5 separate regions of the Mus musculus genome follow, and all the other regions are linked to region 1. The links are chromatin contacts, called in public HiChIP or PLAC-seq and promoter capture Hi-C maps. All regions are on one chromosome and are shown on one strand. Each heading gives the region's core, a stretch centred on a gene start, on an enhancer-like site or on the middle of the called end of the contact. The rest is flanking DNA. Distances are from core to core; before and after follow the strand shown.

Region 1 (5,387 bases), core at 2,092-4,591:
GCACTCATCCTTGGTCTTGTGCTGCCTTGTGTCCTGCTGTGTCCTGCTGTGCATGGCATGACAATACCACTGAGGCTCTCAGGTGAATGCCTACCTGCTTCTGTACCATCAGGATCGGCTCAGCTGGACAAGGCCGACACCGAGCTGACTAGGATCAGGGCTGGTGACGACAGGATCTTTCCCCGAAGCCTGGAGTATACAGTGGAAGAGTGCACCTGTGAGGACTGTGTCAAGAGCAAACCCAAGGGGGATTCTGACCATTTCTTCCCGCTTCCAGCCATGGAGGAGGGGGCAACCATTCTTGTCACCACAAAAACGGGTGACTACGGCAAGTCAAGTGTGCCAACTGCTTTGCAAAGTGTCATGGGGATGGAGAAGCCAACTCACACTAGATAATGAGCTTCCTAACTGGTGTGAAGCTGCTTTGAGAACCTTCTGTCAGGAGAGCTGGTGTTTTAGATGTCGTTAGGATGACCGTTTACCAACCAAGAATACAGTTTTTTGTCCTTTAATTCTGGTTTTGTAGTTGACATTGTTTATGTAGTTTTATTTTATGTGCATTGGTTGTTTTGTCTGCATGGAGATGTGAGGGTGTCAGATCCTGGAGTTACAGACAGTTGTGAGCTGCCATGTGAGTGGTGGGAATTGAACCCGGGTCCTCTGTAAGAACAGTGTTCTTAACCACTAAGCCATCCTTCCAGCCCATGGTTGAATTTTTGACTCTCTAAACCAAAACCAAAACAAGGTGGTGGTGGTGTATGCCTTTAATCCTAGTACTCAGGAGGCAGAGGCAGACAGATCTCTGTGAGTTTGAGGCCAGCCTGGTCTAGACAGCTAGTTCCAGGGCAACCAAGGCCACACAGAGAAACTTTGCCTTAAAAAAAAAAAAAAAGAAAGAAAGAAAGGAAGAAAGAAAGAAGAAACAAACAAATAAAAAAGAAACAAAAAGCTCTCCAACATCTCTAGGCCCCAGAATATTATGTTTCTATCAGGCACCCACAAACATGGTAGGTATATTTGAGGACAAACTGGATTCTCCCCATGGCCAAAGAAAGCAAGATTGTCCCATGTTTTTCTATAAGTGGAAGCCAGGCTAATTCTGTGTGAAATGCAGCAGGTGCCAGCATGCTCATAAAAATGCATGTGCTACTGCTGACAAACACGAACCTGGTACTGTTTTCAGCTCAAGTGCAGGTGTGTGCACTATGTAGGCTTAATGGTGCCAGAGATTGTTCTAAGTCATTTTACACATACAAAATACTATAAGGAAGGTAGACCATTATTACCTCCACCTTATAAATGTTGTCAGGACTGAGGATTGGCTTAGGGGAGATAGAATACTTGCCTAGCATACTCAATGTACTAGGTTCTACCTCCAGTTTACACACACACACACACACACATACACACACACACACACACACACACACACGGAGAGGGGGGAAGTGAAGAGAGAGGAGAGAGAAAAGAGGAGAGAGAGAAGAGAGGAGAGGAGAGGAGCAAGACACTGAGTGAGTCCGAGCAGGGTAATAGCCAGTGAATGACTGTTTTATTTTATGAAACTGTAACAAGACATTTGAGGCTTGTTAATGTGTGAAGTATCAAAACATATCAAAACATATCATTTTTCTTTTTCTTTTCTTTTTTTTTTTTTTGGTTTTTCGACATATCATTTTCCTTACAGGCTAGCCTTAAGCTCTTGATTCTCTCTGGACTGGGATTATAGGAAGGCAGGACCTGTTCCACACTTGGTCTGCCTCATTTGTGGAGTTGGAGAGCTCCACGTGAAGATGCTAGCATCTGGGGAGAGAGCGCTGTTTGTGTCCTCCCAGGGTGGAAGGTGGAAGATTTTAGCTGAAGCCATGTGAAACCTCTGTAGGACTTAAGACCACTGGTAAAGGGCAGCCTGCAGGTTTAGTCACCTCCCTTTCCTTTCTTTATTGGAATCAAATCCAGGATGGCACACATGTGTTCTTCCACTGAGCTACTACAGTTTCTAGCTCTTCATTATTTTCTTATTTCTGATCAAGAGCCTAAGTTCTCCAGGCTGGGTGACTCCAGCCTCATATCCAGCAGGCAAAATAGTCTTTCAACTCCATATTTAAAATAGGGCAAAACCCTGGATTTCACAGTTGCTGTGAATTTAGCTCTTGTGTTCTCTCAGCACCTACCCACCTTTCCTCTCACTGTTGCCTAGAGTCAGTTGGACAACTCTTGTAGTTCCCTTAACCCACTGACCCACTGTCATTCTCCTCAGACCCATTACAATGCATTCTCATTCTAGAAAGTTCTCTCTCTCTCTCTCTCTCTCTCTCTCTCTCTCTCTCACACACACACACACACACACACACACCCACCACAAATTCTCCCAAGTGCCTCAGGCAGTAATTCGATTCTTCTGTGAATGTTGGTATTAAAGGTGTGCATGGTCACACCAGGATTGTAAGTGAAGTTTCAAATTCTGACTGCATCACTGTGCTTTGCACTTTTATTCCCACATCCATCATCAAGAAAGTACAAACTCTCCTGCCTGCAGGGCCTTGCACGTGCTACTCCAACTACTGAACTATATCCACCACTCCGGTTTTACCACTCCGGTTTTACTTTTTATTTCGAGAGTCTTGAGAAGTTACCCAGAATGGCTTTGAATTCACCTTTTGTTTTTGTTTGTACAGAGAGTTGAAGCTTGGGCCTCCTGCATGCAAGGCATGTGCCCTCTCTACCAAACTTTTTTTTTTTTTTTTTTTTTTTTTCGAGTCAGGGTTTCTCTGTATAGCCCTGGCTGTCCTGCAACTCACTTTGTAGACCAGGCTGGCCTCGAACTCAGAAATCCGGGATTAAAGGCGTGCGTTACCACGCCGGCCATCCACAGCTCTTGAATTCTTGCAGCTCAGGCTCCTGACTTATCCTCTTGAATGTTGGGATTTAAAGCCTGTACCACCAGGCCCTGCAGGCCCATTACTCTTTTTTTCTCTCTTCTCTTTGAGACAGTCTCAAGCAGCCCCATCTAGCCTCGAAATCATTGAGTAGTTCAAGGTTGACCTTGAACTTCTGATCCACCTGCCTTCCCCCGAGTGCTGGTTTGACGGACATGCAACACACTACTCCAAGCTCTCGGTACGCGTATATCGCATCCTTGTCCGAACTTCAGTCTAAATGGATGTCTTTTTCTTGGCTCGGGGATTGGGAGGCATTGATTTTGTGAGGTGCCGGTTCTCTTCCCTGCTACCCTGGGGCGTCGATTTGCCCGAGTATTTTGGTTCCGGGTCGGGAGGCGGGCCCTAGGAGAGTCACTGCTTCCGGGGCGGGGCCAGCGGGCGGGGCGCGCGTTCTCCCGGCCTGTGTGGAGCTCGGCGGCTGCAGACGCGGCGGCGGCGGCAAGGCAGGCGGCGGCCCCGGGAGCAGCAACATGAGCGGTGAGTGGCGGCCCCGCTGCTGTCACCCGCCCCGTAGCGCCACTGCAGCCGCACGCTCCGGGCCCGGTGTGCTCACACGCTGCAGACCCCCGCGGGGTCGCTCGCAGGCTCGGAGCCCTGGCCCGGAGTCTCCTGCACCGCTCCCACTATCCCGGGGCTGGCGCTCCTGTCCCTCTGCCTCACCAGTGACAGCCAACTCCTAGAGCAGAGCTTGCTCCCAATTCCCTCCCAGACAGCCGATCCCTTTGACAGGTTTCCGCACCCCGGATTCTCAGATCTCTGGTACTTGCCTTAGTCCCTCTTTCTCCCGTGACCCTCCTGGGACTCAGCTCCAGTTACCAGCCCCTGGTTTTTAGTTATTCTCTGTTCCAGGTCTCTTCCACCCAGTGACTCCTCTTTCTCCAAAGGCAAAGAGCATCTCTAGACACCCCTGTCACACACAGCAAACCAGAGCGACAGCTCCGGGTCCCCAGAGGTCTCAGTGTTAGGACAGCTTTGTCTTCTTCCCTCCTCTTCCCTGCACCTGTGTCCCCAGAGCTGGCCAGTTAGCCTCGCAGCGTCCCTCTCCCGGTTGTGCCTTTTGTATTTGGGCTGTTAGTTCATGCTTCAGTTCTCTCCATGTCTTCCTCTAGCTCATCGTTTGAAGTCTCCGGTTGTGTCCTGAAGCCCTTTCCTTCTTGCCCAATGCTGAACCTAAATGGGGCTCAAGCGTTGCCCAAGCCAATACCACCAGCAGGGAGGTGGAGCGGGTGGGGAGTCTGGAAGTGAGAGGCAGGTGCTTGTGACGGCTTGTGCTCAGTGATACCGAAGTTTAGTCCCTTTGTCGGAGTCTGTGTCTTCAAGCCTCCCTCTGAAGAGTCCTGATGATGTTTTGATGTTTTGGTGCTAAGTCATTCCTGGGTGTTGCGCGTGGAGATGGGAGTGACTCAGGGAAGGCTTGTGTTGGCTGTTGATTCTCCTGCTGGACTCAGGGATCTGGATTCCCTTAGGAGGACCCGCCTACCCTCGTAGTTTCTGTTTTTTCTTACTGTGCAGCTGGATTTTCGTCTCTGCACCCAGTCTCTAGACTTGCACTCAGGTGTTTCATGGAGCGGAGAGGGTGCTAGGGCAAAGGAGCAAAGGGCAGTCTTAATTTTTTGTTTTTTAAATTATTTCTGTGCATCTTTAAAAAAACGTTAGATGCTTTTTGTTGCTCAAGAGCAAAGTTTATGGAACTGTGGTCTTATTGAGGGGACTAATGGAGGGGTTTTTACAGTTTACGTTCATCTGCCAAAGCAAATTACTGGGTCTAACTTAACACTAATGTTAACAAAAACGTGTGTGCCAGCATCCACCAAAAGGTGATGGAGCCCAATGTACTGGGTTCAAATCCTGGCTCTACCACATAAAGCAATATGCTTTTTTTTTTTTTTTTTTTTTTTTTTTTGGTTTTTGGTTTTTGGTTTTTGGTTTTTCGAGACAGGGTTTTTCTGTATATCCCTGGCTGTCCTGGAACTCACTCTCTAGACCAGGCTGGCCTCGAACTCAGAAATCTGCCTGCCTCTGCCTCCCAAGTGCTGGGATTAAAGGTGTGGGCCACCACCGCCCGGCAGCAATATACTTTTTTTTTTTTAAACTCGTGTTTTGGTTATTAGTTGGGATTTTCTTTTTTTTTAATTTTTTAAAGATTTATTTATTTATTATATGTAAGTACACTGTAGCTGTCTTCAGACATTCCAGAAGAGGGCATCAGATCTCATTACAGATGGTTGTGAGCCACCATGTGGTTGCTGGGATTTGAACTCTGGACCTTCGGAAGAACAGTCAGGTGCTCTTACCCACTGAGCCATCTCACCAGCCCAGCAATATACTTTTAATTAATTAATTTAGTATGTGTGTGCAGGTGTGTTTGCATGTGCACATGTGTAGGAGGGCCAGCAATCAACCCTGGCTGTTTTTCTGTCTTGCTTCCTTATTTGTGGAGATAGGGTC
Region 2 (5,387 bases), core at 1,782-4,281, 470 kb before region 1:
AAACTCAGAGATCGTCCTGCCTCTGCCTCCTGAGTACCCAGATTAAAGGTGTGTGCCACCACACCTGAGTGTGGCCTTTGTCATGAAGCCCCAGTGCCTGCTGGGCCCTGGGTCTGGAGACAATGGGAGGAAGATCCTTGGTTGCTGCACAGCTTGCCTTATCTCTGCTGTATGCATGCAGGCTCAGCTCATCGCAAGAATCACTTCTGAGGCTAAGGAATGTGGCTCAGTTAGTAGAGTACTTGCCTAGTGTGCGTGACGCCCAGGGTTCATTTCCCAGCATTGCATTAAACTGATCATAGTGGTACACACCTGCAGTCTCAGCGCTCAGGAGGTGGAGACAGGGGGATCAGAAGTTCAGGTCACCTTCTGCTCAGTGACTTAGATAGAGGCCAGCCTAGGCTTATAGAAGTCTTTTATTGTTTAAGTTGGAAAAAGTCCATTTTGCAACTAAGATAGTGTTCACAGGTTCTGGTTAGGGTGTCATCACAGGAGAAGAGGGCCATTCTGGCCCCTGGCTGCACAATTATCTCATAGCAAGGTTCCTGAATGCCTCCTCCCACTGTAGCATTAACCCACCTCCCCAGAGGTCATCTAGCTCAACTGAACAAGCAGGGATGTGGTGTGGACAAAGATCAGCCTAAGAAACAGAGGCCCTGTGCTGGGAAATTCAAAGCTACAAACACCTGCTCCTCCCTTCTGGCCAAATTGGGTGAGGAAAGGAAGGGCTTTGAAATCTCATTATTGACTGCACTTACCTACTTCATGCATATGTACATGCAGAGCTAGGAAGGGGGGCAGGAGGACCAGAAGTTTCAGGTCATTCTTGGCTACATTGCAAATTAGAGTTCAGCCTGGAATATATGAGACTATCTCAAAAAGAACAATGTTAGGGAATAGCAGAGTTGGTGATTGCTGTTTGGCTGGAATATTCGACTTTACCAGATGTTCTGGAACACACGTCTGGACTGTCTTGAGCTGTGTAGGATGACAGACTCATGGGGTTGCTGTTCTTGAATGTGGCTTGTGTATCTTGTGGGGTTGCCAGACACAGTGGATAGAATATACAGGCTGCCTTTCACAGGATCAATGGGATAGAAACTGTACCTCCACAGTGGGGAAAGCCAACAGACAGCCTTTTGCCAGATGATCTGGCTCTAATGTCACATGTCAGGGTGACCATAACTAAGCCCCAAGAGGCTGGAACCTAGGTTTGTTTCACTCCCGAACCAGTTCCCTTCTCTTACTTTGCTCCAGTAGAGCAGGGACTGTCCCACAGGGTCCTCGGGAATCTGGGTTGGCCCCATTACCCTGGAGAGGTGTGTGAGGACATGACATCTTCCATATGTCTGACCACTAGGATGATACAGCACACACCGCCATGCATGTAGTCACTTAAAACAACAGATTTCCCATCTCTGCTCCCATGAACCAAGTATCTCTCAGCATAGCTGGGTTCTCTGCTCAACCTCACTGGATGGGGAGGGGACCCAGAAAAAGTTTCGTCCTATTTGTTGACAGCATTTAGAACGCAAAACAATAGGACTTAGAGCTTGTTTCCTTGTCACTTATAAACTAGGGGTCCCCCAGAGCCCTCCTCTGACTTCATATCAGTATTGTGTGTCCAGCTCATCATCTTGTTTCTCAATTTCCTATCTTCCCTCTCTGGGCCCCGGGTTTAAAAGTTTTCCTTTCTTAAAGTAGTGTGGTACTTAAATTACACCAGTAAATATCTTTTCATTGGCATTTGAATACCAGGAAGAAGGTGGGTCTTTTGTAAGTGGGAGTCTTGTGTATAAAAGACTCTTAAGATCCTGCCACAGGACCTGCAGGAAGGACAACAGCATAAGGAGTTAATTCGGGTCTTGGAGGCAGTCAATGCTTTCAAATCTAGGCTCCACCACCAATCAGCAGGCTGCGAGCCTCTTGTCTGTAAAGTTTGAGCACACCGAGCTTGTTTAATTCACCTTGTTGGCTGGGGCAGACGTCCTGTTTGCTCACCTGTCACAGAGATCATAGATCCGCTTTTCCACATTCTTCAACTTGTGTGGTTGGCAGTGTGGCCCTTTAAGACCAGCAGGCTTGGTGACTCCTCCAGGATCTTGGCTTCTCCGTCTGGCTGGCTGCCCCAGACTTGGCACAGGGAAGAAATGTCAACAAAGAAAGGCCTTTTTGCCAATATGAATGTGCAATAAAACACAAATCCAATTCAAACATCAGTGCAACTGCACGTGTAGATGAGATCTGACTGAGGTGGGCTAAAGAGTGCAGCTAGAAGTTAGTTCTCACTTCCGCCCCCCTCAAAGGCTGGTGATCGAGGGAACATTTGCTGGTGGCTTCCTGATGGGAGCCCTATGTCTGTTTTTTTCCACACTCATGCTGATGCCCTTAAAAACCTTGTGAAATTATTTGTGGAAAAAAAAGGACGAGAGGCATTTTGGGTAATGGCAAAGCTGCAAAGGTTCCAACATGGGTGGTTTTATAGCTAATTGGAAAAACATGTTTCTTCCAAGTTGACTTAATCTTTTCTGCAGTGCTTGGAGCCTTGAGAGTTCCCAGAGACTTAAGGGTGTAATCGCTCCAGGGTGGTCACCCCAGTGATAGCAGGAGCAAAGAGCCCCTTCATGCCGTGCCAGCATGTGAAAGTGTTTCCAGGTCCATCTGGGGACCCTGTCAATAATAATGATTGGGGCATGGGCTAGGTGTTGGGGCTAGCAGAGCGAGAGGCCAGACTCTGGCTTGGAATTTAGTCTTTGGGGCGTAGACAGGGAAAGGAAGCTGTGATGCTGAAGGGTCTGAGATCTGTGGGCTCCCAGCCTCTGTACCACGTTCATTCCTTGGGCCTGTCACCCTTTGGCAGGGATATTTTGTTTTATTTATTCTCAGACAGGGGCTCTCTTTGTAGCTCTGACCATAATGGCATAACTATGTAGACCTGGCTGGCCTCAGACTCAGAGATCCACTGTCTGCCTCTGCCTTTGAGAGCTGGGATTAAAGGTGTATGCCTCCACACCTGGCTTGGCAGTTACCCTAAGACTTCTGAGTCAGAGGTCCCTACCTTCTCTTTCCCTTTGGGGTTCTCCTGTGCTGAGGATTCCTGGGGACAGACGATTGGCTGACCCACTACTACACCCTGGCTCCTCTGGCTCAGACCCTGGAAACACAAAGACTCGAGGCCTGTGTCTGGCCAGTGGCTGGTCTCAGTGCTCGGGTCTTAGTTCTCTTGGCTGCTGGGTTGGTGTATGTGAGTTTGGGGTAATGGTGCCCTGCAGTCCCCTGTTTCAGGATAAAATACAGGGCATGGAGCTTGCCCGTGAACAAAAGGCAGCCCTGCTGTTAGAATTTCATGGCTTTGTGGTCCGTTCCCCCCCCCCCCCCCATTCTTTCTTGAACTCCCAGAAGAGGCTTGGCAGGGAAGGAAGGGCAGTTTGGATCCCTGAGCACTGCTGGGGAATGGCCCTGCCCTTAGCTTGCTCTAGTCCTGCCCAGAGTCTGACCACGGAACTGCTGGTACGTAGGCCTCTGGCGTGGGCTGCTGGCCACCTCAGTCTGCTGGGAAGTGCCCCTGTGCTATGCTACTTTACTTGTTGCTGTTACAACCTGTCACAACCAACTTAAGGAAGGGCTTATTCTGGCCACCGTTGGAGGGCACAGTCCCTCGTGGTAGGCTTGGGGGCAGCTGGCCACATGGCATCCATAGACAAGAAACAGATGAATGGGGAGTGCGCATTTTGCCCCTTTTTACCCAGTCCAAGACTCGAAAATGAGATGGTGCCACCACTTTTAGGGTGCAGCTTCTCAGTTGAACCTCTCTAGAAACACGCCAGAGATAAGCTGACAATGAAAATTCACCAACACATGGGTCTTGTCCTGCTCAACACAGGCTGTGTGCTGGTGACAATCAGGACAGGCATGTTCCAAGGGAGGACAGACCTTAACCACAGCAAGTGTAGAGCCAGCCCTCCCCAGCTCTGGCCTCTCCTGACAGTAGTGGTCCCACCATGTGAGAGGTGGTCAGCTAGGACTTACAATAGCGGAAGGCCTGATCTCCAGGCTGCTTAAGGTGGGGTTAGGAAGCGGCCCTCAAACGTGTCTCCCCATGTAGAAGGGGAAGTCTCTCTGATCTTAACCTTTTTCTTTTTCCTTCTCACTCCAGCCCAAAATTTGATTTATTTATTATATGTAAGTATACTGTAGCTGTCTTCAGACACACTAGAAGAGGGCGTCAGATCTCATTGTGGATGGTTGTGAGCCACTATATGGTTGCTGGGATTTGAACTCAGGATCTTTGAAAGAACAGTCAGTGCTCTTACTCGCTGAGCCATCTCGCCAGCCCAGCACCTTAGTTTCTAATGTGGTGGGGACAACTAGTTTGCAGCCTTAAGGGTGTTTAACCACAAAGGGGCATTCTGACCGCTGGCAGACAACTGCCAAGGTGTGGCTGCGGGTTTCCTTACTGCCTCCCAGCCCGCCCCTCTGACGCTCCCCGGGGCCATGATTGATCTCATTGCTGTCGGTTGGATAAGTCTTTTTTTTTTTTTTTTTTTTTTTTGAGACAGGGTTTCTCTGTAGCCCTGGCTGTCCTGGAACTCACTCTGTAGACCAGGCAGGCCTCGAACTCAGAAATCCGCCTGCCTCTGCCTCCCGAGTGCTGGGATTAAAGATGTGTACCACCGATGCGTGGCTCAAGAACAGGTTTTATGCTGTGTGTGGGACCCACTGGCTTGTGTACCTTCTGCCTAACTGACGGGCTCCATGGCTGACCAAGCCTGCACTTTATGCAAACATTGAATTGCCCCAGCTGCCTGAGATGAATGGTTCTAAAGCAGGAATGGCTTCTTAATACAGGGTCACACAACTGATACTTAAGGTTGGGGGCTGGAGAGATGGCTCAGTGGTTAAGAGCACTGACTGTTCTTCCAGAGGTCCTGAGTTCAATTCCCAGTAACCACAAGGTGGCTCACAACCATCTGTAATGGGATCCGATGACCTCTTCTGGTGTGTCTGAAGACAGCTGCAGTGTACTCATATACAATAAATAAATGAACCTATTAAGGTTCAAGTTGGGAGTGGTAACGTCCCCCTTTGTCATCCAGCACTGGAGAGGTGGAGGCCTGGAGGCTTGCAAAGCTGTCACTGCCAGGTGACCTCACTACCAAGGGTGCAGAGGGATAAGCCAAACCAAAGCAGACAAATCCCATGGGCTCAGGCATTCTCACAGACACTGTGCTTGTAGTGAACCCTAGTGCAGACCTTAAATTTTCTCCTTAAAGAGACATTTCAGGGGTGGGGGGTGCCTATGTTGAAGTGCTTGCAGCAGCACAGACATGAGGCCAGGTTTGGACGTGTGACCCTGCCTGGAGCTCCCTGGCCGGCCTGTCGAGCTG
Region 3 (5,387 bases), core at 1,976-4,475, 340 kb after region 1:
GAGGCTAGACACTCTTATCCCTATGTCACAGCGAGAGGACAGAGACACGGGGAAGCACCTGCTTTAGCAATGTGGCTTTGTAGCTCAAACTGCCACCCCTGCCAGATTTTTAGAGATCTGGTTTTACTAACTTAGCTATTTTCCTGGTGCTGTGATCATTACCGTTGGAAAAAAAGCAGCTTAGGGAGAAAATATTTGTTTTGGTTTACAGCTGCAGAGGCACATAGTCTAACAAGGCAGAGGAGATATGGTGGCCATGGCGCGAGGTGGCTGGTCATGGTGTGCACGCAGGTTGCAGAGGAGTGTTGCTGTGCTTTAAAGCTTCAAGGTCCATCCTCAGTGACCCACTTCCTCCACCCAGACTCTCCCTCCTAAAGATTCCACAGCCTTCCCCAACAACAAACATCCTGGAGCAAGTGTTCTGTGTGAGCCTATAGTTTGCATTCAAATCACAACTCCGACTGTGGGTAGAATCTAGCTTTTTGGAAACTCTTAGAAAAACAGCTGTGACAGCTGCCCTTATTCCAAAGGGAGGGGCCCAGCCTGCCTCTGGTTTTTCTGTAAACACAGTCACCTGCATCCCTGAGGTGATGGGATGGGTCCAGACATCTGGACCTCTGCAGTGTGTACTGCGCACACATGCATGCATACACACTCATGTACTCTCTTCCAGCCTGCTAGGCACAAAAGCCAGACAGAAGCCATTGTCTCAGGAAGTTGTGTTGGCTGTCTCCCAGTGACCACTCCTGTCATAGCAGGACTTTAGACTTGCTCCCTCAGGACATTTTGTTGGTGTAATGTCAGGTGCCTGAAGCCTGCCTTATAGGATGGCTCAGAGATGGTATTCTCCAATGCCAGAGACTTGAAGACAGTTTATCTACATCACACAGATACTCACCTCAGCCCCTGCTCTCATGCTAATGCCAAAGAGGGTTCTAGCAGGACCGGCCAGTCCTGAGGAGTGTGGAGACTCCTGTTCCTCTGCCTACAGGGCACTGGAAGTGAGAAGTGGCATTTTGGCAATTTTCAGAATGGGAATGACACTGGCTTCAAGTGTGTTCCAAGTTTAACACTTTTTATCCTGAGGATTTCTTACACTTTGGAGCCCACTGATGTCTGGCTGCCAACAGGCTGTAGCCAGAAACGAAATGCTGACACAGCGATGAGTGGGAACAAATCCACAGGAAGCCACCTCAGTGCACAGTGGTCTCTTGTCTTCCCTCCCTCTCATTTTTAGTATGGATGTGTTTGTGGTTTGATTTCATGTCACTTTCACATGGTGTAATTAAGTTTGCTATTGATCAATAAACTTCTAGCTTATGCTTCTGCAAATGTTTAATTTGATTCTCCAGATAACCCACCTTCCAAACAAGTTGAAGATCGGTGCCATTGGCCAACTGAGAATGCTTAGAGAGTAATCTTGGCCCTTAAAACAACCTACCATCCCCTCCTCCTTTGGCAAATGTTACAGCTACTCCGTTGATATGCAATACCACACCATCAGCACATATGTTCCTGGCCCTCGAGCCCCTCCCTTTAGAAGTACCTTTTCTCTAAGCTCACCTGGCGTCTGTTGTGAGATTAGTTTCAGCCTTTGAATCTACTCACCAGAAGCGTGACCCAATTAGGTTTTCTTTGTACAATGTTTCAGTCAAGCCCTTTTCTTCTAGAATAGCTGTCTTTCCTAGAGGCCACAGGGTGTTGTCATGGCTGAGAGGAAAGGTGGTACCCTAGAAAGACTCACTTAGTATTTGAGCTCCCCACTACTATCCCAGTCCTGCCAAAGAAATATGCATAGCCAGAGTAGTTAAATGTTTATCCAGCTGAGCATGTGTGTGTGGAGGATGCTGGGAAATTTTATTTTCCCCTATAAATAATAGATCATAGGCACTCAGTAGGCTAAATGGTTTGGAGGGGTGATGTTTTTATATTCCAGGCCTTGGGTCTCTTGGCTCCTCTTTCATCTTCTTTCCTAAGGTGGTGTGCTGTGTGCCTCAAGTCTCTTTTATCTCAGGCTCCATCTTTGTGTGGCTCTGCAGAGAGAGGGCATCTGCTAAGTAAGAAAGATAGCAGAGCTGCATTCGGAAATGGGGACTGCAGTGCAGAAGTGTAGGCTGCAAGGACCCGCAGCCTTCTCAGCCTTAGCACATGACATTTCCCATTTGGGGAAAAGCACCAATCAGTTCCGAGGCTGAAGCTGCCTCCTCCCACTCGTACCTGCTTCCACCTGTTGCATCTACTGTGAGCGTGGGTTGCCTCGAGAGCCTAGTGTGGCCTTGCTGTGTGGTGACTGTGATTTCTCGAGCTAGTACTGGTTAACTTCTCATGGCTACAGGCCATGAGAAATCCCAGTGCGGTTTCCTTTTCTGGAACATTCCCTCCCACAGCACTAAGTGTCTAGGGATTGCGGCCCGTAGCCCCAGGTGCTCTTAGAGCACTCAAGCCTCCTGCGGATTCTCTCTTGGCTTCAGGTGTCACTGTGATTCTATCCTGGTTTTTGTCTTTGCAAATAGGAGGGATTTTTATCCTTTCTTTGTATAATTTATTTGTCCCTAAGCTAGTGACCAAGGACATGCTATTTGCCATGCACTGCTTAACTTGTGCAAGAGCTGGGAGTGAGCCAGACTCTCACTGAGCTTTCTCTCATGACCCTATGTGTCAGTGGGGGCAGCAGGTCGGTGGTAGTGACAGGACATGGCCACATGTGACAGCATGTAAAGGCTGAGCACATATGATCTTTGTGGACATGACTCTTTACAGTTCATGTGACCGCATGTCTTTGGGCATGTTCTGACACTGAAAAACCTTGATTGGCATCCAGGCTGTCCTTCCCAGAGGACTGCAAGGAATGAGGCCCCCTTATTCCTGAGGGGCCTAGAGTCTGGAGGGTGTGGTAGACACACAGGACCTACATTTGGGCAGCTGCAGGTGAAGGGTGGTGTCTGTGGGGGGAGGGTTGAGGATCCCAGGAAATTTTGCAGGAGGTGACAGTTGATGGTGTGCTGCCTTGATGGTCACTGCCATCTCATGCATGCTCTGACCTCAGGCCCATGTGTCAGATGAAGTGTGGTGAACCATGGGTTGAGGAACTTCCACCGGGTCAGGATCAGGATCTGACCTTGTTGGTCTCATTGTCCTTCCTGTGGCGCTCTCTACCCACATACCTACCTCGTGGGCAGATGCCACGGATTGGTTTGGGTTATGCAATCTTGTGACCACAGTCCTCCAAAGTCTCTGTCCACTCTTTCATTTCCCCACCACTCACTGTCCTTGCTGGCATAGCAGCTGGTACTGGTGATGTAACGTCCTCACAGTCTCAGAGGGCACAGCAGTGACTGGAATGTGGACCTGCTGAGCCCTAGGGCCACGAGAAATGAGTAGAGGGGGACTTCCTTGGACATCAAGTGGTACAGTTTTCAACATATCCATGCTTAGGAAGACTTAGTCACTGCTCCAATTCAGATTTCAAAAGCTTAAGGGCACACCCTGTAAGCAGCTACAGTAAGAAGTGTACACATATCATGGGTAGGTATTAGACTTAGGGAAATCAAATGCAGTAGATTAGTAGCATCAGATCCCCAGTAGCATGGAAGTGTCCTCTGCTGCCTCTGACTGCCTCTGCCCCCACCCCAAAGCCTTCCCCCTGTAGAGCTGTGCACATACATGTCAAGCCAGTGACCTGGCAGATAGGACGTGAGCTGACACAGCGGCTTGTTGTGGAGATAGATCACTGTCTGCACTGTTCGTTCTGTGCTTTTGTTTGAGTGGTTACACTTTGGGGATCATTTGCTAAGTACATGCTTGGGTTGGGAAGTTGGGCTTGGGCTTGTGTAATTGTTAAATAATAGATATAGGGGAGATATAGGAGATATAGGAGAATCAAAAGCATAGACGACCACTGTTGGGGACATGGCCTTGTCACTGAGAGATCACAGGGTGAGGAGAAGTAATGACAGCTTTGCAGCAGCATGTCTGTTGAGGGGAAAGAGGCTGCAATGCAGGGACTTCAAGGAGGGGCACAAGGGCACCCGAGGAACGAGGAAGGAGGAGGTAGCAGAGCTGTATCCATTAACTTTCCTCACTGCCGTGACCACATGCCTGAGAGAGTCGACTTAAGGGAGGAAGGTTTCCTGGGTTCCTGGCTTAGATGGTGTCATTCAGCATCGAAGGGAGGGGGCATGGCAGTCGAGGCTGCTGGAGCCTCTTCGTGTTTGGTGGAGGGAGCTGAGCTGGCAGTGCTCACTCAACAGCTGTGGCAGGCAGGCAGGCTAGGGCTAGGACTAGAAGACCTTCTGAGTCGCACTCCTAGTGACACTCCAGCTATGCCTCCTGCCTGCAAAGGTTCCACATTCCCCCCAAACAGCACTGATGACTATTCAAATACCAACTCTGGTACATAATTGGTGCCCTGATACAAACCTAAAAGGATCCCGGCTGCAGGGTGGCAGTCAGAAGTGCTGTCTTCTCGGTTCCCTAAATGTTCAAGCACATAGCTCAGGAGTCATTTTCCATTTGTTGGGGTGTGTCACTCCCAGCTGAAATGAAGCCTCATTAAGGTGACCTCCCTAAAAGCCAACTTAGCGTTGACTGGAATGTAGCCTGTAGTTGTGTGGAGGCAGGGAAGATGGTTTCTTTTGGGATCACCTAGTTGCTACTGTTAAAAATCATCTGTGTATTTTTTAATAACTACACTTGTCCTTGTCCAGGCTTTAATCAGTGTCTGTTGACTTGGTGATGCCCTCACTTTAAGGCAGAAGTACCTCTCAGTGCCATGTTTACAACTGCTGAAAACATGTCACAGTTCCCTGGACTGACCCGGTGAGGAGAGCAAAGGAGTCTCAAGCTACAACACGCACCAGACGGTTTCAGTTGCTGGGATTTTGCTGTTAATAGAAACTTTTTGCTGGTAGAGTGGGATGGGGAGGAGTTGTTCTGTTTGGTCGTGGTCTTGAAGTCCAGTGGTTCAGGACCTTTTCTCTGTGCTTGCTATCATTTCTATTCCTGAAACTTGGGGCCTCCTTACAGTCAGCTCAGAAGTCACCCCCTGCCTAGGAGCAGTATTTTAAAAACCTGCCTAAGCTTGTCTGATGTCTCCCGACTTAGACTGGCATTTGGGTTGGGGGCGGATGCAGTTGCTACTGCTGGCCAGGGAGAGTGAGAGGCCAGGGACAGATGCTGCTCATAGTCCTGTGGCTGGAAGATAGCACCCATAGCCAAGTAGCATCACCAGAGTCCCTGCACCTACCTGCAGTCTGGGAGCAGGGCTACAGAAGCAGTGTGAGTTCCTTTAATTCATTGTCCTCCCTAGGGGAGGCTTCCCTTGGGAGCTGGAATTTGGAACTAGGGTTGGCTGCAGGAACAGGAAACCCTTTCAAATGATACTTACA
Region 4 (5,387 bases), core at 970-3,469, 330 kb before region 1:
TCTGTTTACCTGTGGATATAAGCCACCTGGTTCCCGGGGCCATTTTCATGGCAGCAGAAAGCCAAAACAAACAAAATACAAATGACTGGTGCCAAGACTCCAGGGCTTCCTCCTACTTTCCACCCTCACCAGAGCTTCAGGGAAATTTGCAGGAAAACTTGAAGTGGGGGGAGGGGTTCTGCCCATTCTCACTTCAGCGTGAGGCCGACATCAGTAGGAATGACTGGGTTAAATGGAAGGCAGGAAAGCAGGAACTGCCTATGGCCAGCCCCTTCCACTCAGCAGGTTTTGCTCTTACTGTGTTCCATCCTGCACTTGTCTACACCTCTGCTGCAGCTCTGCTGAGACCTTTCTGCTTATGTGCAGTGTGCTCAGACCTCAGCTTTCCCATACAACTTTCCCTGTCTAGGAACATCTCCCAATTGCCTAAGCTGGGATTCTGAGCTAAGCTCTGAACTTTTCAACAGCACGCCTGCTTTTCGCCCATAGCATAAGCCACTTAGGGCCAGGAGCCATTTTTTCAGCATTTTCAAAGGACAAGGGGTAGCCCTTTCCCCTCCTACGGCCAGGCCATAAAAGTATTGATGGACAAAGGAATGTATCCGCCAAAGGAAGGGAGCTACTATCTAGGGAGTCTAGTATCTTAGAGACTCAAGACACTGGGTGGATCTGATACCAATCACTGTGTCACTTGATTCAGTAAACTATCATAAGGATATTTTTTCAGGCAGGAATAAAACCATTCATTATTAATGCCTTTAGTGGAATAGGAAGGAGGACAATGGGCCTCTCCCACAGTAAGTAGATCTACAACAAATATTTCTGAGCTGGCCTGAACACCTTTAGAAGGCAGAACAAGGATTGGCTGAGAAGATGAAGTATGGGTGTTATTCTAGGTCAGGCAAGGCAAGCGACACACCCTCTGGATCCTGATCCAACTGATAAAGCCAATCGCTGGAGGAATTAGTGATACCACTCAGCTCCTTTCTCTCTGCATTAGTTCTACTTTAAAAGAGCCAATCTGAGAAGGCTGGAGCGGAGGGCAGAAGAGGAGGCAAGCACCTAGTGGTAGAAATGATTTTCCTTCAAAGGACTCCAATATGGAGTCCAGGAGTCCCTGAACCAGCTTCAGCTCACTCAGGGGAGGACGGTTTAATTCAGAAAAGGCTGGAGGAGCGGCTCAGTGGCACAACCCTGTAATTTCAACACTGTGGAGGCAGAAAAGTCCAGGACCAGCCTCAGCTACATATGGAGTTGGGATGCTAGCCTGGACTATCTAAGACCGTCTCAAAACAGCAAAAAGGGGATGAGCTTAGAGAGCCCCGTGACTTCCACAAACTATTTCCCAATGACTACCGCTCAGTCCAACAGAGAATGACATCAGCTTCACTCTCCGGAAGCACAAACCCGACAAAGTATTAGGTAGGGAATGTCCAAACGACCCTTTCTAAAACACACCCATGCTCTCCTCACCTCTTCCTCTTAAACCTCAACGGAAAGCTGGGGGCACGATACCGAATGACGATCAAAAGCACCGTCTAGACCCACACGGACCTGGAAACCACTGGGAAGTAAGAACTGGGCTGGCAGGACAGGCGGGGGTCACGTCCTCCTTCGCCTGGGCTCTAGACTCCGCGATCCTGAAGTTCCCCTGCTCTCCGATACGCTCGCACCGGTCTGGGAACCCGTGTGAAACTCACAGGGATAAGAGCAAAAGACGCGTGGGCCCGGAACAGCTAAAGAGCATCTGGAAAGTTACTCTACTTTTTCTCTATTCGCTTTTGCTTTCAGAGTACACACAGGGGCGTTCTCCAAATCGCAACTTAGATACTAAAGGTTACTAGAGAAAGTCGCGCCTTTTCCTATAAGCCCGAGGGGCATCATTTGGTGAGGTTCGGACGGAAGCTGGGTAGTCCGAGACTGAGAACCAAACACAACCGCACTGCTGGGACCCCTCGCCCTCAATCCCGCCCAGAGCGCGCCACCCCGGGTCCCACGACATCCCTGCTCGCCCCCCAAGGAGAGCGCGGTGCCCCGGGACTCTAGGCAGGTGGCAAAGCCCGACCCTCGCCTCTGTTGCCGCCCCGTGCCCAGCGCCCCGAATCTGGTGTTCCCCACCGGGCACCCAGCAGGGCCGCACTCACCGCTGCCCGCGCCGCCAGTCGAGCCGGGAGGTCTGCTCTGGCCGCGCGCGCGGGCCGGGAGGGCTCCGGGGAGGCAGGGCGAGCCGGGGGCGGAGATGTTTCGGGGCGTGGCTTGCTGGAAAGGGCCAGATGGGGTGGGGTCTAGGAGGGGAGGAGTAACAGCCTTGAGGCAGGAGGAGTAGGGATGAAGCTACGACCTGAGTGGGCTGGCGAGAGGCGGGGCGCGCGGAGGCGGGGCCAAAAGGTCGGGCGGGAGGCGGACTCTGGAGCCGCGAGGCCTGGGAGAGGGAGGGGAGAGATTATTCTTTGTTTCTAACAGCCACAACTACACCTCCACCAAAGTCAAGGCATAAAGACAACCTACAGAATGGGAGACAACATTTGTATGTTATGTAGCTGATGAAAGTTTATAATTTGAATAAAATTATATGATGAACAGTACTGAGGGTAGAGGCGTATATTCAAGATCGGCCTGATCTAAAACAGTTCCAGGCAAGCTAAGGCTTTATAGTGAGACCAGTCTCAAAAAAACAAAAACTAGCCAGACTGCAGTTCAGCTGTTAGAGGGCTAACATTAGCATGCATGAAAACAGGGTTCATACCCAGCGGCCCATAAATGAGTATAGTGCCACAAGCCCAGCACATTTTACGGCTGAACAGTTTCTCAAAAAAAATGTGGCTAATCTGAGAGACATAGGAAGTTTGAAGCCAACCTCAGATACACAATGAGACCCTGTCTCAACTCATCCCACACATACAAAAAAAAAAAAACATTCTTACAACGTACATGTGTGGGGGGGGTGGGGGGGTGCACGCACACGTGAGCGCACACAAGCTCACAGTAGTGTTTCACTGTGTAGCCCCACCCGGCCTTGAATTCACAGAGATCTGCTTGCTTCTGTCTCCTTAGTGCTGAGGCTAAAAGTGTATGTTACCATGCATGGCTTACATTTTATCCCCTTGCTTTAATGTGAGCACAGTAGCAGACAGAAAAGGCTGCAGGAAGAAAAGGTTTATTTTGGGTCACAGTGTGAGAGGGTTTCAGTCCATCTCCGTGGGAAAGATTTGGCAAAGCTGTTGAGATTATGGCAGCTGAAGCTATGCCGATGCTACTCACATTACAGTAGACCAGGCTGGAGAAGAGGGAGTGATCAGAGACAAGGAATAGAGTTAACCTTCAATGGCCACCCTTAGCAGATAGGCCCTGCCTCCTAAATCCTCCTCTGTAATTTCGGTGCTGGGATGGGAGAGATAGGAAGATCCCTGTTGTTTGCTGGCAGCCAGACTACAGAACTGGAGAGCCTTGGTTCAATTGAGATTCTATACCAAAAAGTATAATGGAGCACACCTGGCAAAGGAAATACCATATTATGGTCATGTAATTGCTTTTCCCTGGGTGAGGCTTATCCATTGTATTCCTCACATGCTGTTCCTAGGGTTTCCCCAAACATGGGTACCTCAAATGCTTAATGTGTGGTATGGGACGAGTAGTTGGGATACAGACTGGGTTCAAGCTCTCCCTTAAATTTTTTTTAATTAAAAAAATAAACACAGAGAACAATTGAAAAAGTCATGTGACATTGGCCTCTGGCCTGTCTACACGCATCTGTGCATGTGTGCTTATGTGTAATAACGTTGGAAGGGAAGGGAAGAAATGCTCTCCCTGGTGCACTGCTGGTACACGTGAGAGGGTGCAGCTGCTGTTCTGATTCCAGGTGGCACACACAACTGAAAACAAGTGTTCCAACGTGTAAGTCTGTACAAGACTGCTGTGGGCCCTGCTGTTCACCAAAGCTGAAGAAAATAAAAACCCAAGTGGTCAACAGATCAGTGGATATGTAAAGTACCATATGTGTGTGCCAAAGAGTAAGAGGTATCCAAACCTAACAAAAGAATTTACTGTTGCTTGCCACCATGGCCCGGAGATCTTGGGAACACTGTGCAGGGTGAAAGAAGGCCGACACAATGACCATTTATCCTATGGTCTCATTTGCATCAAGTGCGCCCAGAGCAGGTAAATTCCTGGACAAAGCAGATTAGTGGCTGGTTGGTGCTAGAAAGATCGGGAGGAGCAGGGGAAGCCACCGCCAGGGATGTCAGAGTGGTGATGGGTGCACGGTGCCGAATGCTTAGAGTGGTGATGGGTGCACGGTGCCGAATGCTTAGAGTGGTGATGGGTGCACGGTGCCGAATGCTTAGAGTGGTGATGGGTGCACGGTGCCGAATGCTTAGAGTGGTGATGGGTGCACGGTGCCGAATGCTTAGAGTGGTGATGGGTGCACGGTGCCGAATGCTTAGAGTGGTGATGGGTGCACGGTGCCGAATGCTTAGAGTGGTGATGGGTGCACGGTGCTGAATGCTTAGAGTGGTGATGGGTGCACGGTGCCGAATGCTTAGGTGCCACTGATGGGGAGCTCAAAGACAGTTAAAAGGTTACATTTTATGCTATGTAAACTGACTCCTTTCTTCCTTTTTCTTTCTTCCTTCCTTCATTCCGTTCTTCTCTTCTTCACGAAAGGTATTGGTGTAGGCATCTGCTGCCACACCCAACTTTATCTCCATGTGTGTCGGTGCAGTGTTTGTATGTACATGAAAGCAAGTGTGTGTGTGTGTGTTTTGCTTATTTCTCTCTGTGTGTGTACACGAGTGTGAGTGCAGAAGCCAGAAGTTAACGGGGGGGGGGGGGGGGGGGGGGAATGAAGAACAATCAAAGAAGACACCTGATATTTTGAAACAGGTCTCTCAGAAACCCTGGAGCTGCTGTTTCAGCTCTGGTGGGTGGCTACCTTTCCCTCACTCCCTCTGTGGTTGGGCGTCCACATACCAGTTCTCATGGTCCAACAACAAGCACTTACCCATTAGACCACATCCCCAGCCTCTTAATTCTTTAAAAATCTAAATAAGGGGTTTAGACAAGAGGAGAGCAAGCAGGAAAGAGCTGGCACAAGCCCCTACCTCAGAAGTGCACTTAAAAAATTTATTTATTTATTTTATGTGAGTACACTGTAGCTGTCTTCAGACACACCAGAAGAGGGCATCAGATCCCATTACAGATGGTTGTGAGCCACCATGTAGTTGCTGGGAATTGAACTCAGGACCTCTGGAAGAGCAGTCAGTGCTCTTAACTGCTGAGCCACCTCTCCAGCCCCCAGAAGTGTGCTTTATTAAAAGACAGAAACCTTTCTGAGTTCGAGGCCAGCCTGGTCTACAGAGTGAGTTCCAGGACAGCCAGGGCTATACAGA
Region 5 (5,387 bases), core at 771-3,270, 300 kb before region 1:
AGGTTTCAGCCAAGCAGGATCACAGATGCCTGTAATCCCAGCCCTTAGAACAAGAGACAGGAGAATCATGAATCTAGACCCAACCTGGGCTAAAAGGAAGACCCTGTCTCAAGATCCAGGAGTCTGAGTCCTACCTTGACCCTCTGCACACTGAGCAGCATTCTAACAAGCATGGGGCTATTGCAGACAAGAGTCACAGTGCACAGCAGCCTACCTGTGAATGAGAGGACCCAGAAGTGGGCAGACTACTGGGAGAACTGTGCCATGCTGCTCTGTGTAAACTGAGCAGACTGTGTTCACAAATTTCCCTCATGTGATGCCCAGTTAGAGTTGGCTGGAAGAGAAAGAAGCCCAGGACACAGGGAAGAGAATCAAGTCACAGTGCAAGTCTTTGACAGTCACAATGGCCAGGCACCATAAGCCTGTGCCACAGCCTAATGCCATCCCATATCTGCTGCAGGGGAACTGAGTCTGTAACAGAAGGCCAAGCTCCCCCATGTAGGAGTCAAAGGGACTTCTCAATGGTTCACAGATAGCGCCAGCCTTTTCTTCTCATCATTCATCAACCCACCCACCCACCCACCCACCCGTCCATCCATCCATCCATTCATCCATCCATCCATCCATCCATCCATCCATCCATTCATCCACCCATCCACTCATGCATGCGTACATGCATCCATCCACTCTCTCACACATTCATTCAAACAGCAAGCTCCCGCTGCTGGCCAAGATAAAAAGTTCAGAACTGGGAGTCAGCCAAACTGGATCTGACTTCAGCTGCAACATACACACAGGCTATCTAGCCTCTGGGAGCATCAGTGAATCCTGGCAATGGCTCCAGGAGGCAGGAAATCTCAGGATCCTCACTTTTCAGATAAAAGAACACAGGCGGGCTGAAGAGATGGCTCAGCAGTTAAGGGCACTGAATGCTCTTCCGAGGGTCCTGAGTTCAAATCCCAGCAACCACATAGTGGCTCACAACCACCCATAATGAGATCTGACACCCTCTTCTGGTGTGTCTGAAGTCAGCTACAGTACACTTATGTATAATAATAAATAAAACTTAAAAAAAAAAAAGAACACAGGCACAGAAAGGTTGAGAAACAAGCCCATAGTCACAGAAGTCATCAAGGCATGGGTGGGATTTGAACTCAACAGCTGTCTCTAGCTGCCAGTTCCCAGTGGTTTCCAGGACAAGGACAATGGAGGAGACTCCCAGAGTGTAGAGCTTGTCCCCACAAATGGTGTGAACTGGTTCTTGGTACTTGGGAAAGAGATGACTTTTCCAATCTGATGAAATTAGGATTTGAACCCTTCTTCTAAGAGACAGGCCTTGGCCACTTAGACGCCACCTCCAATACTTCCAACTAGCCCCTTCCAGCCCACCTCTACCCTCCTGGAAACTTGGGTGTCACTGACCTTAGCTGTGGGGTGTTCATCCTTCCTGGCCCCAACCCAGGCTCTCTAACCACACCCAGCATGCAGCCATGGCTAGTCAATGGCGGCATGGCTTTCAGGATCATCTAATCCAAAGCCGTGGGATCCAAATCTAGCTAGTGAGACTCCTGAGACTCACTGAAGCTCCTGAGCACAGGCAGTTCTCTCCTAGGTCAGTGAGAGGGAAGCTGGGAGCACGAAGGACTCGTTCACCCAGCAGATGGAATTTGACCACTTGAGGAAGCACAGATCTTCCATTGCTGCCTGAGTGCCTGTGTCTAGCCATGCCTGAAGCTATCCCATCACCAATTCTGTTTGCACATAAGTCAATTTAATTCTGATTCTGTTCTTTGCAACATTCCATTAATAGTCCTGAATAGCATGCTACAGCTCATGCGTGCACACACACACACACACACACACACACACACACACACACACACGTTCTTCACTGGCCTGAAGCAAGCACAGCTGCTGAGAAAAGACATGGTGCTTTTCAAGGAGATGTGGGAGGGGAAGATGTTTCCCATTCTTCTGGGATGAATCAGAAGATAAAAGTAGAGCAAGCTGTTTTCCCAAGTGTGCCATCCTGCCTGACCACAGGACTCACATCAGCACCAGCCAGGAGGGCGGGGCCTTCCCAGGGCTCCCACAATCTGCCTATATCATCTCCCTGGACTCAGCCCCCAGCCTCAGGAGCTGGGTTGTTTTTAGATTTCTCTGGTTTATTTTACTGTTTTGTTTTGTTTTGTTTTGTTTTGTTTTGAGATAGGGCCTCGTGTAACCTAAGAAGACTGCAAATTCTCTATGTAGCCAAGGAAGATCTTAAACTTGTGGTCCTCCTGTCTCCACCTCTCATTTATTGGAGTTGCATGTGTGCCCTCGTGCCTGGTTTATGTGGCACTGTGGATGCAACCTAGAGGATTTGTGTATGCTGAGTGCTTGCTCTACTGACAGCTCCATCTCCAGCCCAGCAGTGCATTTACAGCTTCCAGAAAACACCTTGTGCATTGTCTTAAGTTTCCATTGCTACAATGAAACCCCATGACCAATAGCAAACCAGGATGGAGAGGGATTATCCTTACACTTCCACATTCATCAGTGGCCAGTTCAGGACCACCAGCCCACGATGCACTGCCCCTAGGGCCTAGGGCCTTCCACATCAACAATGCCCACAGCCTTGCCCATGGGCCATCCTGATGGAGCCATTTTCTCTGCTAAGGTTTCTTCTTCTCAAGTGACTCTAGTTTGTGTCAGGTTGACAAAAAACAAAACCACAAAACTACAGAACCCAAACCTAACCAACACAATGCACGTCCAGACTGAAGAGAGCTTGGAGGCCCCCCATACAGTACTGCCTTGTCCAGAAAGACCGACAGGGCTTCTGCAGGAAGTTCTGGTACCAAAGAGAAGCAGATGTTGCCTTTGCCCTTCCTACCAAGCACTGAGCTCCCACCAAGACCCCAGAAACTCTGGAGTCAGCAGGGGTCAGACAACAAGGGACAATTTCCAGAGACTTCCTCTAAAGACTTTCGGAAAGACACACAGTGGGGGTATCAAACATGACGTCATTTTAGACTGGGTCATAGAGGCAGCTCCTGAGTCAGGCACTGGGTGTACAGGTGGCTTTTTGGAAGGAACGCAGTAGAGGCCATATACTGGCTATCCCTTCTTCTGCCTGCTCACCTGCTTCCAGACAAAACACTTGAAAGTTGTTGCTTAAGAAGAGTACAAAAAACCTGAGGAGCTGGTGCCTGCATGCCTAGGCTTTGGGGGACACAGAGGCAGGTTCTCATCCTGCCTCTTCTGGAGCTGGGGGCTCGGGGGATGCTGGCTTAGGGGTAGGAACATGGAGCAAATGCGTGTTTTAGCCCAGAGCCCAGGCAGTCATCACTGACTTATTTCAGCTTTGCCTGTCTCCAGGTGTCACTGGCCTGAGCCCTGAGAGAATGTCCAGCATCAACTACTAGTTGGAGGCTCTGTGTGTGTGTGTGTGTGTGTGTGTGTGTGTGTGTGTGTGTGTGTGTGTGTAAAATGCCTTCTTGGTGTATTTCAGCATTCACAGAGCCTGACAGGCTTCCATCCAAGCCAATCTTGGCTTTGCTTTGTAGGACTACGGGACTTCAGAAGCAGGGAGGTCAGCAGAGGCACATCCAAGTAGTCTCCACGTCTCTTTCTACCCTCAGCCCAGTGGGTGGGAAATATCCCAACTGGCATATTGGTTTGCAGACTGGTCAGCTGGTCTAGAATGCACTGTCTAAGGAACAACTCATTAATTGGAGGTCCTAGTATGAATTTGCTTCAAACCACCCAGAGGCAGTGGGGCATAGTGGACACGTCTGCCACCCTAGTGCTTGCAGACTAGAGGTTGTAGAGAGCCTCAGAGTCAGCTCAGGACACCCCGAGACCAAGTTCTCAGCACAAAGGAGGTATATTTGCTCCAGAGGAGCAGAGGGCAGGGGTAAAGGAAAAAGGCAGGAGGTAGAGAAGCAGAGAGATGGTGAAGGGAACAAAGGAGATGGGAGAGAAAAGGACAGGGAAAGGGAGAGGAAGCAGGGGTGTTTGTCCCAGAGGACAAAGGATTGGGTTTGGATAGAGAGGAGACATCAGTGGCCCCTAGGAAAATGGCAGTTTATAAAGGTGAATGGGGCAAACTCCGTGTTAGGATGAGGTGTTTAACTTTGATTGGACATGTTAATTAAGTGAGCCAAAGGGAGTTTTTGATTGCTGGACTTCAATACTTTGATAGCTGGACATTAGTGGTCAGCCTTAGAAGGAAGAAGTGGCCAAATAGGGGAATAGACTTGGGGACTAGCTCTAGGGATGTAATCTAATGGTTAGATTAAGGCAGAGGGAAAGGGGGAGAAGGGAAAGGCCTTTCTCCTGCCAGAGCTGTGATTGCCACACTCGGGCTGGCTAGAGTCCTGAAGTTCAGTCCATTATCATCATGGCAGAAAGCATGGCAGCACCCAGGCAGGCTTGGTGCAGGAGGAGTTGAAAGTTCTACATCTTATTCCAAAGACAAACAGAAGACTGACTTCCAGGCAGGTAGGAGGAGGGTCTCAATACCCACAGTGACAAACTTCCTCCAACAAGGCCACACTCTTGTTGTGCCACTCCCTGGGCCAAGCATATTCAAACCACCACAAGTCCCTTCAAAGGATCAGGAGTTCAAGGTTATCTCCAACTACACTGGGCATATGATGTAAGTCTGGGATACATGAAATTCTGTTTTAAAACAGAAACAGCACCAACAACACTTCCCAATGATGTCCTGAGACCCAAAGAAATACCTGCTTTAGAGGGAGATCTCTTGGTCCTCAACACAAACCATCCTGTCCCCTGGCTGTCAAAAATATCACATTATCCAACACCTTGGGCCTTTGCACCTACTGTTCTCAAGCAGCCTAGAATGCCTTTCTTTTACCTTTGATCCTTCTCTTTTGGCCTCAGGCCTCCTCTGACCCCAGTAATCCTTCCTGGCCCCCAGCACCTCTGGTGGACCCCTCCTATTCTCTACATGTCTCCCTTTGCAGAGCATTTCTCTGCTTTGTTCATCTGTTCTCCTGGCCACACACACCCTCACTGAGATGGCTCTTCCACTCTTCCAGGAAGCCCTTGGGCTGGCTTGGTGTGCACAGATCTGGTGCCAGCTTCTATTCCGGGACAAAGGAGCAACAGCATCTCTCCCTCAGCCCAGTTTGGCAAGACACTACGTTTTGTTTGTTTGTTTTGACATCACTATCTGTGCTGGTTGTTGTTGTTGTTGTTTTGGTTGGGGTTTTTGTCAATTTGACACAGGCTAAAGTCGTCTGGGAGGAAGCCTCTACGGAGAAAGCATTCCAGCCGGATCCGCTGTGGGCAAGCCTGTGGGTCATTTGCTGACTAATGGTTTATGTGGGTGGGCCTACGCCATGGGGCAGGGGTAGGTGCCAGCTAAGCCAACC

The links. Promoter capture Hi-C pulls out the DNA fragments that hold promoters and counts their contacts. HiChIP or PLAC-seq counts read pairs in DNA pulled down with a chosen protein or histone mark.
Region 2: a contact with region 1 is called in a promoter capture Hi-C map of 3T3-L1-derived adipocytes, with 2.9 times the contacts expected there. The contact joins the enhancer-like site here to the promoter of Snx29 in region 1. A contact is called at or near these places in 13 of 39 promoter capture datasets (3T3-L1-derived adipocytes, the C10 cell line, the HPC-7 cell line and 9 more), 2 of 484 Hi-C or Micro-C datasets (muscle stem cells and neutrophils), 2 of 115 datasets of contacts at active chromatin or transcription factors (microglia and pancreatic cancer cells) and 1 of 9 other capture datasets (pancreatic islet).
Region 3: a promoter capture Hi-C map of liver shows a contact between it and region 1, with 2.0 times the contacts expected there. The contact joins the enhancer-like site here to the promoter of Snx29 in region 1. A contact is called at or near these places in 2 of 39 promoter capture datasets (the HPC-7 cell line and liver) and 1 of 115 datasets of contacts at active chromatin or transcription factors (large pre-B cells).
Region 4: a promoter capture Hi-C map of embryonic stem cells shows a contact between it and region 1, with 8 read pairs. The contact joins the promoter of Litaf here to the promoter of Snx29 in region 1. A contact is called at or near these places in 17 of 39 promoter capture datasets (the 3T3-L1 cell line, 3T3-L1-derived adipocytes, the HPC-7 cell line and 12 more), 2 of 484 Hi-C or Micro-C datasets (both in embryonic stem cells), 4 of 115 datasets of contacts at active chromatin or transcription factors (effector CD8 T cells, embryonic stem cells and extraembryonic endoderm stem cells) and 1 of 9 other capture datasets (adipose tissue).
Region 5: a FOXA1 HiChIP or PLAC-seq map of pancreatic cancer cells shows a contact between it and region 1. The contact joins the enhancer-like site here to the promoter of Snx29 in region 1. A contact is called at or near these places in 7 of 39 promoter capture datasets (the 3T3-L1 cell line, the HPC-7 cell line, HPC-7-derived erythroid cells and 4 more), 1 of 15 datasets of contacts at CTCF or cohesin (stem cell-derived epiblast-like cells), 1 of 484 Hi-C or Micro-C datasets (pro-B cells) and 2 of 115 datasets of contacts at active chromatin or transcription factors (bone marrow-derived macrophages and pancreatic cancer cells).

Annotation. Positions count from the first base shown.
Region 1 is chr16:11,319,563-11,324,949 of GRCm38.p6, forward strand. It overlaps Snx29 (sorting nexin 29), which reads left to right and starts at 3,342. Exons shown (of 21, transcript NM_028964.4): 1 at 3,342-3,416. The coding sequence starts at 3,410. It overlaps Tnfrsf17 (tumor necrosis factor receptor superfamily, member 17), which reads left to right. Exons shown (of 3, transcript NM_011608.1): 3 at 113-506. The coding sequence ends at 396.
Region 2 is chr16:10,847,985-10,853,371 of GRCm38.p6, forward strand. No RefSeq gene overlaps it. Among named protein-coding and RNA genes, the nearest start is that of Rmi2, 16 kb to the left of the region's middle. Within about 2 kb of position 3,032, at least 89 of the 459 cell types and tissues checked have an H3K27ac peak or open chromatin away from gene starts, as enhancers often do. A contact at or near this core is called in 3T3-L1-derived adipocytes and muscle stem cells, where this site is marked.
Region 3 is chr16:11,662,871-11,668,257 of GRCm38.p6, forward strand. All of the region lies in intron 18 of Snx29 (sorting nexin 29), which reads left to right. Among named protein-coding and RNA genes, the nearest start is that of Gm32100, 82 kb to the left of the region's middle. Within about 2 kb of position 3,226, at least 27 of the 459 cell types and tissues checked have an H3K27ac peak or open chromatin away from gene starts, as enhancers often do. A contact at or near this core is called in liver, where this site is marked.
Region 4 is chr16:10,990,902-10,996,288 of GRCm38.p6, forward strand. Litaf (LPS-induced TN factor) reads right to left here and starts at 2,220. Exons shown (of 4, transcript NM_019980.2): 1 at 2,145-2,220.
Region 5 is chr16:11,023,076-11,028,462 of GRCm38.p6, forward strand. No RefSeq gene overlaps it. Among named protein-coding and RNA genes, the nearest start is that of Gm10832, 6.1 kb to the right of the region's middle. Within about 2 kb of position 2,021, at least 43 of the 459 cell types and tissues checked have an H3K27ac peak or open chromatin away from gene starts, as enhancers often do. A contact at or near this core is called in pancreatic cancer cells, where this site is marked.